2 separate regions of the Hordeum vulgare genome follow, and region 2 is linked to region 1. The links are chromatin contacts, called in public HiChIP or PLAC-seq maps. All regions are on one chromosome and are shown on one strand. The core of a region is the stretch at or near the end of the contact, and the rest is flanking DNA. Distances in the headings are between cores, read along the strand shown. Region 1 holds the start of LOC123451047 (ACD11 homolog protein). Region 2 holds the start of LOC123447443 (protein CASP).

The links. HiChIP or PLAC-seq counts read pairs in DNA pulled down with a chosen protein or histone mark.
Region 2: an H3K4me3 HiChIP or PLAC-seq map of embryo shows a contact between it and region 1, with 5 times the contacts expected there. The contact joins the promoter of LOC123447443 here to the promoter of LOC123451047 in region 1. A contact is called at or near these places in 1 of 6 Hi-C or Micro-C datasets (seedling) and 1 of 1 datasets of contacts at active chromatin or transcription factors (embryo).

What each region holds. Positions count from the first base shown.
Region 1 is chr4H:16,950,547-16,957,652 of MorexV3_pseudomolecules_assembly, forward strand. LOC123451047 (ACD11 homolog protein) reads left to right here and starts at 3,132. Exons shown (of 4, transcript XM_045128061.1): 1 at 3,132-3,741; 2 at 4,024-4,196; 3 at 4,434-4,579; 4 at 4,753-5,041. The coding sequence starts at 3,481. The coding sequence ends at 4,859.
Region 2 is chr4H:17,083,280-17,090,385 of MorexV3_pseudomolecules_assembly, forward strand. It overlaps LOC123447443 (protein CASP), which reads left to right and starts at 4,480. Exons shown (of 18, transcript XM_045124045.1): 1 at 4,480-4,733; 2 at 5,508-5,797; 3 at 6,362-6,511. The coding sequence starts at 4,613.

The DNA of each region.
Region 1 (7,106 bases), core at 1,882-4,381:
AAGCACAAACATTAGTATAAAGACAATCCTATGGCTCCTGCCAGTTGCCGTACCATCGACGTGCAAGTCGATATTATCTATTACAACATGATCATATCATACATCCAATATATCACATCACATCATTGGCCATATCACATCACAAGCATACCCTCCAAAAACAAGTTAGACGTCCTCTAATTTTGTTGTTGCATGTTTTACGTGGTGACCACGGGTATCTAGTAGGATCGCATCTTACTTACGCAAACACCACAACGGAGATATATGAGTTGCGATTTAACCTCATCCAAGGACCTCCTCGGTCAAATCCGATTAAACTAAAGTTGGAGAAACTGACACTTGCCAGTCATCTTTGAGCAACGTGGTTACTCGTAGCGATGAAACCGGTCTCTCGTAAGCGTACGAGTAATGTCGATCCAAGCCGCTTCAATCCAACAATACCGCGGAATCAAGAAAAGACTAAGGAGGGCAGCAAAACGCACATCACCGCCCACAAAAACTTTTGTGTTCTACTCGAGAAGACATCTACGCATGAACCTAGCTCATGATGCCACTGTTGGGGAACGTCGCATGGGAAACAAAAATTTTCCTACGTGCACGAAGACCTATCATGGTGATGTCCATCTACGAGAGGGGATGAGTGATCTACGTACCCTTGTAGACCGTACAGCAGAAGCGTTAGTGAACGCGGTTGATGTAGTGGAACGTCCTCACGTCCCCCGATCCGCCCCGCGAACAATCCCGCGATCAGTCCCACGATCTAGTACCGAACGGACGGCACCTCCGCGTTCAGCACACGTACAACTCGACGATGATCTCGGCCTTCTTGATCCAGCAAGAGAGAGGGAGAGGTAGAAGAGTTCTCCGGCAGCGTGACGGCGCTCCGGAGGTTGGTGATGACCTTGTCTCAGCAGGGCTCCGCCCGAGCTCCGCAGAAACGCGATCTAGAGGAAAAACCGTGGAGGTATGTGGTCGGGCTGCCGTGGAAAAGTCGTCTCAAATCAGCCCTAAAACCTCCGTATATATAGGTGGGAGAAGGGGGGCCTTGCCTTGGGGCTCAAGGAGCCCCAAGGGGGTCGGCCGAGCCAAGGGGGGAAGGTCTCCCCCCCCAAAACCGAGTTGGACTTGGTTTGGTGGGTGGGAGTCCTTCCTTCCCTTCCCACCTCCTTTTTGTTCTCTTTGATTTTTCTTCCAATGCGCATAGGGCCCCTTTTGGGCTGTCCCACCAGCCCACAAAGGGCTGGTGCGCCACCCTCAAGGCCTATGAGCTTCCCCGGGGTGGGTTGCCCCCCCCCCCCCCCCGCGGTGAACTCCCGGAACCCATTCGTCATTCCCGGTACATTCCCGGTAACTCCGAAAACCTTCCGGTAATCAAATGAGGTCATCCTATATATCAATCTTCATTTCCGGATCATTCCGGAAACCCTCGTGACGTCCGTGATCTCATCCGGGACTCAGAACAACATTCGTTAACCAACCATATAACTCAAATACGCATAAAACAACGTCGAACCTTAAGTGTGCAGACCCTGCGGGTTCGAGAACTATGTAGACATGACCCGAGAGACTCCTCGGCCAATATCCAATAGCGGGACCTGGATGCTCATATTGGATCCTACATATTATACGAAGATCTTATCGTTTGAACCTCAGTGCCAAGGATTCATATAATCCCGTATGTCATTCCCTTTGTCCTTCGGTATGTTACTTGCCCGAGATTCGATCGTCAGTATCCGCATACCTATTTCAATATCGTTTACCGGCAAGTCTCTTTACTCGTTCCGTAATACAAGATCCCGCAACTTACACTAAGTCACATTGCTTGCAAGGCTTATGTGTGATGTTGTATTACCGAGTGGGCCCCGAGATACCTCTCCGTCACACGGAGTGACAAATCCCAGTCTTGATCCGTACTAACTCAACGAACACCTTCGGAGATACCTGTAGAGCATCTTTATAGTCACCCAGTTACGTTGCGACGTTTGATACACACAAAGTATTTCTCCGGTGTTAGTGAGTTATATGATCTCATGGTCATAGGAACAAATACTTGACACGCAGAAAACAGTAGCAACAAAATGACACGATCAACATGCTACGTCTATTAGTTTGGGTCTAGTCCATCACGTGATTCTCCTAATGACGTGATCCAGTTATCAAGCAACAACACCTTGTTCATAATCAGAAGACACTGACTATCTTTGATCAACTCGCTAGCCAACTAGAGGCTTGCTAGGGACAGTGTTTTTATGTATCCACACTTGTAAATGAGTCTTCATTCAATACAATTATAGCATGGATAATAAACGATTATCTTGATACAGGAATTATAATAATAACTATATTTATTATTGCCTCCAGGGCATAATTCCAACAGTTTAAGCATATTCATCGGCAAGTTAATGTAGCTATTCATTTGTTAACTAAGCATTGTAAGAATTTATCTAGCCTTATTGTTTCTCATTGTGCTCCCGCTTGTATCCGGAACACTCTTTGTAACTTTGTTAAGTGATCGATAAAGTTGATGTTTAAAAAAAAAGAACTATGGCTTCGTACATACAACCTCTTGTGCATTGTACATTTCCCCTTTAATTTAATTTTTTGTTTGAAGAACACGGTACAGACACAGACGGACATATATAGGCGCATATACTCATCCCTATAAATACACGTGCGCATTGTTACCCCTATGAACATTTTCAAAAGATTAGGCCAGTGCATTATTTTAAGATTGACAAATTCATCACAAAGGCCTTCCTAGTTGAAGGGGGCATCTCTTTTCATTGAGCGCACGTCATTAAACAAAAATGCGAACAACAATATTATGGCTTGGGACGTAACCTGTGGTGGAGAGGGGATGATTCGATCGATCCCATGTTCGTTGCCGCCCCCCGCAAAAGAAAATATCGGTGCCGAGTCGTTGGCGTAAGTACCACGAGGGGGAAACACCACCGCCTCGGAGTCCCTACCACTTTTCTACTCCTCCAACACGCCAATCGACGGACCGACCACGACCAGTCTCTCTCTCTCTCCCCCGTCCGAACTCGGTCTAGCCAGGACCCCACGTCCACCGCTTACCCGTGCGCCCCGCTCACGAAACTCCCGGACGATGCCTACATATACGGAAGAAAAAAAAGAAGAGGACCCGATTTCGCCCCGCACTTCCTCCTCTCCAAATCCCTCTCCGCCTCCGTCCGATCCTGCTCACCCCCGCCCGCGGCAGACTCCCGGCGGCACCCCTCCTATACATAGGCGGCGCCCTCCTCTCCCCGGAGCCGCTATATTTTCCGCGAGCCCATTCTGCCCCGTGCGCCCGCCCGCGCCACCCCCACCACCATCCGTTATCGGTTGTTGCGCCGCGCCTTCGGTGCCGAGGAGAGAGAGAGGGGTGGCCAGGAGGAGGAGGAGCAGCGGCCTCCGCGCGCCACCGGCGAGGGATAGGGAGGGAGGTTGGTTGATAGGGAGGGAGGGAGGGAGGAGATGATGGCGTTCAGGGGGCAGAGGCCGGCGCAGTCGGAGCAGATGTGCGACGCGGCGGCGGCCGTGGTGGCGGCGCGGCAGGGCATGGAGCAGCCGCTCACGGCCGTGGCCGAGGCGTTCGAGGAGCTGGCGCGCGGGATGGAGGCCGACGGCGGGGAGCTCCGCCTCGCCCCCTTCGGCGACACCTGCGCCCTCGTCTCCGTCCTCTTCAACTCCCTCGGCATCGCCTTCAAGTTCGCCGAGAGCGAGTACGTCACCAAGGTACACACCCCAATCCCAATCCCAATCCCATCTCGCCATTCCTCCATCCCTTTCATTCTTCTTGCAGACCAAGCCTCGCCCATCTCGCCATGGCGTCTTTTATTTAGAAACAATCGACGATCGTAACCACAGAATCGGGAAGCTTTTAGGATTCCCAAACAAGATTGTGTGCAAGAAAGAAATGGAACCGGCGATCGTTTCTATTCTAGTTTCGTTTTTGTTTGGTCACGACCGCGACCTGTGGTGGAAGGAAAGAAAGAAATGTAAGCCAACTTTGCCCAGGTGAACGACCTCATCGGGGCATCGAGGGAGTACGCGACGCTCAACGACATCCTGGACAAGGACGTGGAGAACGACTCGGTCAAGAAGCAGGGCAGCCATTCCCGGAACCTGCGCAGGGTCCGGCTCGGCCTCGGCCTCATCAAGGCCCTCTTCGAGCAGTTCCTCGCAACCGAGTACGTTTCCCCACTCATTCACCCACTCACTCACTCACTCATTCGTTCGTTCCAGCATAGCGCAAATTTGTCTCTTGCTCTCCCCCGCTGGCACCACCAGCAGCGGCGGCAAATGCTTTGTGCAGCAATCAATGGCGGTTTGGTTCATCATCATCAGTTTTGTGCTAATAAAATCATCCTTGATTCCGCAAACGGACGGACGACAGCTTACACTCTCTCTGGCGTCTGGTTTTTCAGGGGCGGCTCGTTGTATGATGCCGCGACGACGGCCTACGGCCAGGTCTGCGCCCCGTTCCATAGCTGGGCAATCCGGAAGGCGGTTGGTGCCGGGATGTACACTCTCCCCAGCAGAGAACAGTTGATAATGAGGCTCAACGAAACTGGTAAGCCAACGATTTGACACCCATCGCCGTCAGGATATACCTACCTTAAAAACTTATTCAGTGATACTCAATGCTTCCATCAAGATGATCTCCACATTGACAGACCAATAACAAAATCATGTCGCGTGCCTTAACTTATTTATCAATAATGATGAAATGATGTGTGCTTGCAGATTGCTCTGTGCAGAAGGAGATGAGGAGATACATCGACGCTTCTAGTCCGATTATAGTGTACATCGATAACCTGTTCCTGTCTAGGAACATTGTCCTAGATTGGTGAACTGAATCGGGGATCATGCTTGCGGCTCTCCTCACGAGCTGTTATTGATGTCATTGTTTTATTTTTATTTTCTCATAGCTTTCTAGCCTTGGTGGGGCGGTGGATGCTCTCCCTTCGCACTGTCTCTTGTACTGTACGATTATATGAAAAATCTAATTCTAAACCAAGAGGCGGTTCTAGTATGATCATGCTATTCTTATGCTACCAATTGCACACCGGGCCAACTTGTTGATCATCAGAAAAGAAATGGGACAGACGGACAGTGGAGTCATCAAAGAAGAGTATGTTTTAGTAACAAATAGTATAGCCATGTTATTGTTGCCTTGGTACTTGGTACAATAGCTAATAAGGGCCCGAGACCATCCCGGACTGGGCAAATTCGGCTCCGGACTGTTCGTCTGCGGACGTGCCCGGGCACGCTGACGGACCCACATATCTCAAATCCATGAAAAATCATGCACATCGGTCACATAAGCCATTATCGCACGTAAATAATAAATGTTGATACTAGACATGAACAGTGTTTATATAAAATTTATTACACAATCAAACATCAGCTCTTTGTTTTTTATTATGGATCCACATATGCTCCACAAGATAATTGAGTAGTTGGGCGTGCATCTTCTAATACATCTACAGAAAGTTCATAAGCTGAGCTGCATCATGATCTTCTGTAATTTCAGCTTGTTCTTGAGGTGCTTCAAAATCATTGGTTTTGGCTACATCATCACCCTCATTCTCACAATCATATTGTGTAAAATAACACAATATGTCATGAACTGTCACGAAGTTTCTGATTTCCACATCATTATAGCCCCACGAACAATTCCCCAATGAGCTTGAAGCACACCAAATGCTCTCTCTACAATAGTTTCCTCCATTGTTGCAAAGTGGCTCCGGTTTTTTGCCATGCAGTTCGGATATGGTTATGTGATGCCATTGACTCTATTATGATGGTGGCTTCTTTGACGTGATCTTGATACATTCCCCACAAAACTTTAGGACAGTTCTTCCGTTGTCAATGCATGCAATCAATTGATCCGACCATTCCTGGAAACCCTTTGGTCTCTCCAAGCCAACAACTTCTTCATGTCATGCGCATTTGGTTCTCTCAGATGCTCTACTTCAAACACCTGCACCACAACGCATGCAAACTTGACAGTAGTCTTCAGGCATATGCTCTCCCCCATCCTAAACCATCTCATCAACGACATCTGCAGCAGTACCAAGTGCAAGCATTCATAGAGTAGTCGTGCACTTCTGCTTGGTAGAGAAAGAAAGTTGACCACTGCAATCCCTGGTGGGCTTGAAGTACTCGATGTGTGCCTCCACTCCCTCCACAATATGCTAAAACAATGGTTTTCACATGCGAAAGCGCCGACAAAACCATGGATCATCCGGGGAAGTTGGGTTCAGAGCAAAGTAGTCCTTCCGTAGTAGCTTTGCTCCGCAAACCCTATCCTGATTGATCACTCTTGTCCCTTTGATTGAGCCCTTGAAATTGAGAATATACTCCACTTGTCGGTCCATTTCCTCTTGCATTCTCATGACCACGATCATGTCCACTTCTTCATCCGAATCTGAGTAATCGAAGAACTCATGTTGAATCATTTGATCAAGCTCCGTCGGTCCATGCTCCTCGTCAGACGAAGTATCATAATCCATCATTTTCCATAATAAAATCACAAAAAATCCGGTCAAATAATGTGTCGAACACATCAAGCGCAAGCTGGAGCCAGATAGTTGTTGGACCTACCATGGTGGCATTCGGGCCGGCGACGACGTCCCCCGCGGCGAGGACGAGAGAGAGGACTGCTCTGCCGGAGCTGACGACATATAGGCTAGGAATGGCTACGGAGCCCGTGCGGCGGCGGAGCTGTGAGATGGACGATCCGGAGGAGGAAGACAGGAGAGAGCAAATGGATCTAACAATTCTAGGGGTGGATTTGGTGCAATTTGCGATAGGGTCAGGTTGTCGGATCCGACAAGGTGGGCGTGCTCGGGTGCCCCCATATCCGCTCCATATTTGGATTGGATATGAGGGGTGTCGGTCAGCCCATACGTTGGAGGTCCGTTTAAGGCGCCCGCCCGGGTCAGATTTCCATGACCGGTGAGTGATCGGGTGGCCCGCCCGGACATTTGAGGAGGTTTAGGATGCCTCGCTATAGATGCTCTAATTGTATAGCAAAGTTCTCAAAATGCAAGAACAAAAAATATATTGGAGTGAAAACCAAAATATGAATTTGA
Region 2 (7,106 bases), core at 3,230-5,729, 130 kb after region 1:
GCTAGTTAGGGTTGTATCTCAGAGTGTGAGCGGTAGTGATATTTTTGGTGTTAAGTTCTTCTGATCTATGGCAACCACTTTGGCTTCAGGGCGCCGATCATTAAGGGTACATGCACACAGACTTCTCGGTTGGCATCAACATGATGAGGTCGGATCCAATATGAGAGAGAGAGGGAGAGGCGACATCGGCATGCCAACACTCGTTTGATGGTCCACATACCTCAATGCATTTTTATTATGTTTGATGCGCTTTGTACCTTTGATGAATCTTTTTGTAAATAAAACACTAGATGAAATGTTTACCGTCTCTCTTAAATACTTCTAACTCTACGGAGGAAGGCTCTCGCAACCTGGAAGGTGCAAGACTTCCTCTTGTTTTCTTCCCCTAACTATAGGTGATTAGGGAAAATTCCCCCCCCCTCCGTGATTCACCAGCGATCCTGTTGATTTGCCTTCCCTCTACTTGCCTCTCCAGCGGCCGCTGGCAGGGAGGAAAATTCCGGTGCCTTGGTCCTGATTAGTAGTTTAGGTTAGGTTTTGTTAGTCCTCGCAGATGCTGCGCTCGGAAGAACGGCGACACTTCTTCTTTGAGTTTGTCCCGGGCTTCGATCCTCCTTGAATTCGTCCATTTGGACATCGTCGATGGAGCTCCAACATAGATTCCTGATATCTTCTTGAGACGATGAGGTTAGGGTTTCACATCATGTGGCGAGATTTGCTGTAAGGTGTTTTAGATCTATGCAAGAGTTCAACAATGACGATTACACGAAAACTTCTCGACTGTAATCGATAAGGTCAAGCTGGCTCCAACAAGGGAGTAGCGACAACGACGCTGGGATGGCTCGTTCTGGTGGCAATAGTGGTCGTTCGATAATATCAGAATCTCTATTATTTTTATTATGTTTGAGAAGATATATACTTTTAATGAACTTTTCATAAGTAATATACTACTCCCTCTGTTCCTAAATACTTGTGTTGTGGTATAGAGGAAGTAGACCTGATCCTTTTTTGCACAGAGAAAAATAATACTGTCATTGACACAGACGGAGTAAATTGCATAGAAATATCACAATTGGAGCATTACATGCAGATTGATACCAAGATTCGTAATTTTTACATGTCAGTACCAAGTCTGGGGCAAGCCATTGTAAAAAGATCTAAATCATGTATAAATACGTATTGATGGTATATCTGACAGTTGGGGCCCGCCTGTCAGGTGCCGACGTGGCAGATTTTTTACAGGAACCCCTTGCTATATACTTAATCATATAAATGCCCTTTATTTTGCATGGAAAAAAATTATATAATTTTTTTCATAATTTTTTAACACCAAATCAGACTTTTTTGAAATTTTTCATCAAATTGTAAAGAAAAGGAAAAAAACAGGCCGTGGAGGAAAGCGAATCTGCGACCTCTTATGCACAGGCACGACGTCTTCGCCACCACACCATGGAGGCGCTCATCGTTAAAGGACCGGCAGGATACCCTTCATACTATCTTAGGCATACCGAGCCGACTGGTTTGGCCCAGCAAGGCTGCGCGCTGAGTTACAATAAAAAATAATATGTAACTGTTAAAACACGCAACTATTAAAAAATATGCATATTATATGTTACGAAGCTGCGGGAATCGATACAAACATTGTGTATCCTTATTATATTAGTTAAATAGGCAAAATAAAAGGATATGCCCAACAAACATTTTTTTGAGTTACTCGTATATGCAAAAATAAACGCACAGTCACTTAAAAAGCTTGTGAAATGTATTAAAAATATTTGTGTAATCATAATAAATTTTAGAAATACATTTAAACTGTTTAAATTTTGTTAAAAAACTCGAGGTGTTTATTGAAATGCAAAATGATTTTATACAATAGTATGTAAAAATGTTCATCATATCTTAATATAATTACTTATTATTATAGATACCATTGTGTAATCAACTAAAAAACAAATTTATTCGTCATATCTATATTTTTCTGAACTTTTTTCGAAATAAACATTTTGAAAACAAATAATGTATTAAGAAAATGTTCATCATAAATTACAAAAAAATCACCGCGCATTATTTCAAATGTTTTCATATCTTAAAAAATTTCAACATACGTTACAAGAATTGCTTATTCGCATTTAAAATATATTCATCATATGACTCAGCGCATTATTTTTTATTATAACTCAGCACGCACAACTTCGTTGGGCCCAACGAGGCGGCCCAGCATGCCCGATGTAGTACGAAGAGTATCCTGCCGTTTCCGAGACGGGAGCGGCCCTGTGGCGTGGTGGTGATGACGTCGCGCCTATGTAAGAGAGGTTTGGGTCCGATTCCTGTCACGATCCGTTTTTTTTCTTTTCTTTGCGGTTCGACGAAGTTTTTCAAAAAAGTCTGATTTGGTGTTAAAAAATTACAAACGAAAAATAAAAATTCATATTTTTTTTTGAAATAAAGGACATTTATATGTTTAAGTATATGGTAAGGGGGTTTTCTATAAAAAAAACTTGCCACATCGGCACCTGACAGACGGGCCCCATCAGTCAGATACACCGTCAATACATATTTATACTCAGTTTAGATCTTTTTGTAACGGCTTGCACCAGACTTGGTACTGACATATAAATATGCGAGCGCACTCTCAAAAAGTCAAAATAGGAAGGAACCCCACGTGCTTGTGAAGACAACCGGAAAAAGACCACGTGTATTTATTGACGTTTAAAAAAAATCATAACTTTTGATTCGAATGTCGGAATTTAGATCCGTTTTTATTATTGAGTTTCTCGCAACAAATTGTTCAAAACTAAATCTCATATGAATAGATTTTAACGAACTTTATTTTGAGCACCTTTGTATTATAGAGGCAACTTTAGTGCTATGGGCAGGCAACTTCTTTCACCAGAGTATGACACCTAAACCAATCAAACTTGCTTTAGAATTCAGATCCGTTTTTACCGTTGAGTTTGTAATGACGAGCTCTTTAAAAACTAAATCCCATGCGGATTGCTATCAACAAATTTTCTTTGGACAACTTTGTGTGCAACAGAGACAACTCCAGTGCTATAGGGAAACAATCCATTTTTTTTGTCTAGTAGGACTACCTATTAGGTTGGTTTGTGTAAAAACCGATAAATCACATAAAACATGAGGTGTATTTAGTGTTACATACAAACAACTTCACTGTACTATATGTACCTATGAATTTTGCTAACATTATCCCAACTTGCATATTGTGGTTGCTCAGTTGTCTATTATGATGCTCAGTTGTCTACAATTGATCCTCAGTTGCCTATAAATAATATGAAATAGCCTATTATTGATGCCTAGTTGACTCTCGTTAATAATTAATTGCCTATCGTTGTTTGTTAATTGCCTAACTTTGTAAGCTAGTTGCCTATAATATTATGAAAAATAATGATACAAAACTTTATTATATTGTAGGTAACTAATGTGCAAAGTTAGGCAACTGAGTAGCAATGGTAGTCAACTGAATACCGATGGCAAACAACTAAACATCCATATTAGGCAATTTCAAAGTCTTTGTGGGCAACTAGGTCTCCACTGTAGGTAAACTGATGAACAACGATAAGAAATTGAGCAGCTGTGATAGGTAAGTTGGGATAATGTTAGCAAAAGTTCACGGGTACAAATAGCCTAGTGAAGTTAATTGCATGTAGCACTAAAGACGCTCATGTTTTGTGTGATTTTATCGTTTTTAAACAAACAAATCTAACACACAGGCCTACTTGACTAAAAAGAAGGAGTTGCTTCCCTATAACACTCGAGCTGCCTCTGTTGCATACAAAGTTACCTAAAAAAGTTTATCAAAACATACCCATACGTGATCTAGTTTTGAAGCATTCGTCGCGAGAAACCTAGCCGTGAAAACAAATCTTAATTTTGACACTTGATTCAAAAGATATAGCTTTTTTTTAAAAAAGGAAGAAAAATAATTAATTGTGCTGGAGGAGAGAACTAGTCGCTTGTGATTTTTTTGGGTTGTTGCACGTGGGTTTGCTCCTTTCCTTTTTTTAGTTTTTTTTCTTGCAACAGTTAAAAAATACAGATACACTTATTAGTATATGGATATAAAATATTACCCCCTCCGTTCCTAAATATAAGATCTTTTAGAAATTCCACTATGAACTACATACGGATGTATGTAGTCATATTTTAGGATGTAGATTCACTCATTTTGCTTCGTATCTAGTCCATAGTGTAATTTCTAAAATGTCTTATATTTAGAAACGGAGGGAGTATCAATTTTGACAACTTTATACTAACTCTATTACAGAGTTGTACTAAGCTCGAGACATTTATTTTAGAACGGATGGAGTATAACTCTGCATGTAACGTGGCAATTGTGATACTTGTGTGCAATTTAGCCTCGCAGACGTCACTCGATCGTTGCTCCCATCCCCTCCTCCCCCACGCGGCCAGCAGACAGAAGGAAGAGGAGGGCGAGCAGACGCACCAACAACTTACGTACTGAAGAAAAAGAAAACCACTTGTAAAGCAGATCACATATACTCACCGCACCGCACCGCGCACGTCGTCGCCGCGCCGCCCCACCCCACCGGATCCCGCCAGATCCAGGCGCCCAGATCCCCCGGCCGGTCCGATGGACCCCTCGCCGGCCCACGCGGCCGCGGCGGAGCGCGACCGCTCGCCGCCGCCGCCCCCTCCCCCGCCCCCGTCCTCCTCCGCGTCGCCTCTCGCCGTCGTCTGCAGCTTCTGGAAAGGTCCGCCTCGACCCCCACCTTCGCTTCGTCTGGCTCGAACGAACTGGTGTGCCCGTAGGGCCGGTTGGTCTGAATTGCCGCGGAGCGTCGCGCTTCCCAGTTGCGCGCACCTGTACTGGCTTGTAGGTGTAGAATCTGTGGGGTTTTGCACTGATCGCGACTGGAGAGATCTTAATTGCCTTGACATGCTTACATTTTCCACCAGCATTCAAAATCTTCTACTAGCATGTTTTTGCTTGCACCTCCTCAATTGGCTTCAAACTGTATGGCATGCTCGAGACAGGCAGACCAAGTAGTTTCAGTAGAGAAGGCCTGAGTCTTCATCTCAAACTTAATTTTGCTTGTATTTCTATGAAGGTTGGCAAACCTTTGTTGTCCTGGTTTAGTTTCTGCACTGATCGGAAGTAAATTAGAGATGCTAGTTTTTGTGCATAGGCAATGATGTATATCCACTCTACATCATTTGAACAAGGAGTTAGTGATTGATTGCAGACATCATGAACTTCTGCAGTTTCCTCGAATTATTTGCATCCATACCAAGTAGGGAGAGTAGCTGTGAGTTATCATGCCACTTGATCGATACCGTGGTTCCCATGTGGGGGTTTGGAAAGCTACAACGCGTCAATAGCTTCTAAGTGTGAATGCTCATGTACTGTAGATAGCATTTTGATTTATTTAGTTCTTGTATGTGGAATGTAGGTTGATGCCTCTGCCATGTAAAATTTTATGCTATCCATGGTGGAGAATCTGACTGTTGTCTCTTGTACAATTTAGACTTCGATTTGGAGAAAGAAAGAAGTGGTTTGGATGAGCAGGGTTTAAAGATTGCGGAGAACCAAGAGACGAGCCAGAAGAACCGACGTAGACTTGCTGAGAATACTCGGGATTTCAAGAAGGCATCTCCAGATGACAAGCTTAGTTTGTTCAACTCATTGCTTAAGAGTTACCAGGAGGAAGTGGATAATCTCACCAAGAGAGCAAAGTTTGGGGAAAATGCATTTCTCAACATCTATCAGAAGCTCTATGAAGCCCCTGATCCATATCCAGCTCTTGCTTCTATGGCTGTATGTCTTTCAAACTTACTCTCTACAGTAGCTGCTCTACCTCGGCATTGTTTGTGGTTTCCATAGAGGAAATTGCCTCACAGCTGTTCCGACTTCTCTAAGTTGCAAGCTGTCACCAATACTTAAATATCTTGCCTTGTCGCATATAATCACTTGCCATCTTCTTGGTATTCAGTATTGACACCTACCGATATACGACAATAGCAGATAATCGTTTGTATGATTCTATCGTTACTCTTTGAACTTAGAACTTCTACAATAATACGTGTTAATTTGTGCTAAATCAAACTACAGGTGGGAAGCTGTCAAACTTCAAATATAGATGCGAGTTAGTTTGTTCCAATACAAGTAGCAGTCAAGTGTAACTAGTGCAGATCAGAGTTAGCAACTTTGGAAAAAACATGATATGGCACGCAGTTTCCTACAACAAAAGCCTAATGTGTTCAGTTTTGTTTATTCCTTTGCTTGAATGTACATCGATAACTAGTATCTTGTTCGAATATAATAAGTAGGGTTCAGTTAGTTTTCACCATAGTTTGGTGCTAATGACCTCAATGCATTCAGGATCAAGACCAGAAACTATCTGAACTGGAGACTGAAAATCGGAAGATGAAACTTGAGCTTGAAGAATACCGGGCAGAATCTGCCCACCTAAAGAACCAACAGGCGACGATTAGGCGACTTGAGGAGCGAAACCGCCAACTAGAACAACAGGTCTGTTCCAAGGTCACTCGGTTTCCACTCTGTTTTTTAAACTACTTAGTTTTCCTTCTGGTTTTGACGTTCGGCACGAACGGTGTCAGTTTCACAGTCGAATAATGTTCGTTCATTCACACTGGTGCTTTATTGAATTATCAAATTAACTTCCTGCATCCATATAATGGTATTCTTAATTTTCGTACTTGAATGGCCGTATCGTTCTTGTTTACAAAGTATCAGAAGCCTCCCACTTTTTGTAATACCGGAAAATTTAAGCCTTTCTTTTACATTGACGCCATAGGCTGAAACCCGAAATTTCACCTAAACTAAAAGCAATAGTACTATGGTCTGTCTGCAAATATACTGGCCCACTAATAATGCTTTTTAGACATAACACAATTAGTTAAAATATTATGTAAATATCTAAGTGGCATTGCACTTTGACCTGAAATATAAGTATTCTTTCCACTTTATGTAGTTTATGTACAGCGAGCAACTACTTCGATGATACAAGAACAACAACGCTGATATCTTGTTCCACATAGTTTTATCACACTTCCTATTTCTTGAATTCCAGATATTCTTTATTTTCTAATGTTTTATTTTATTT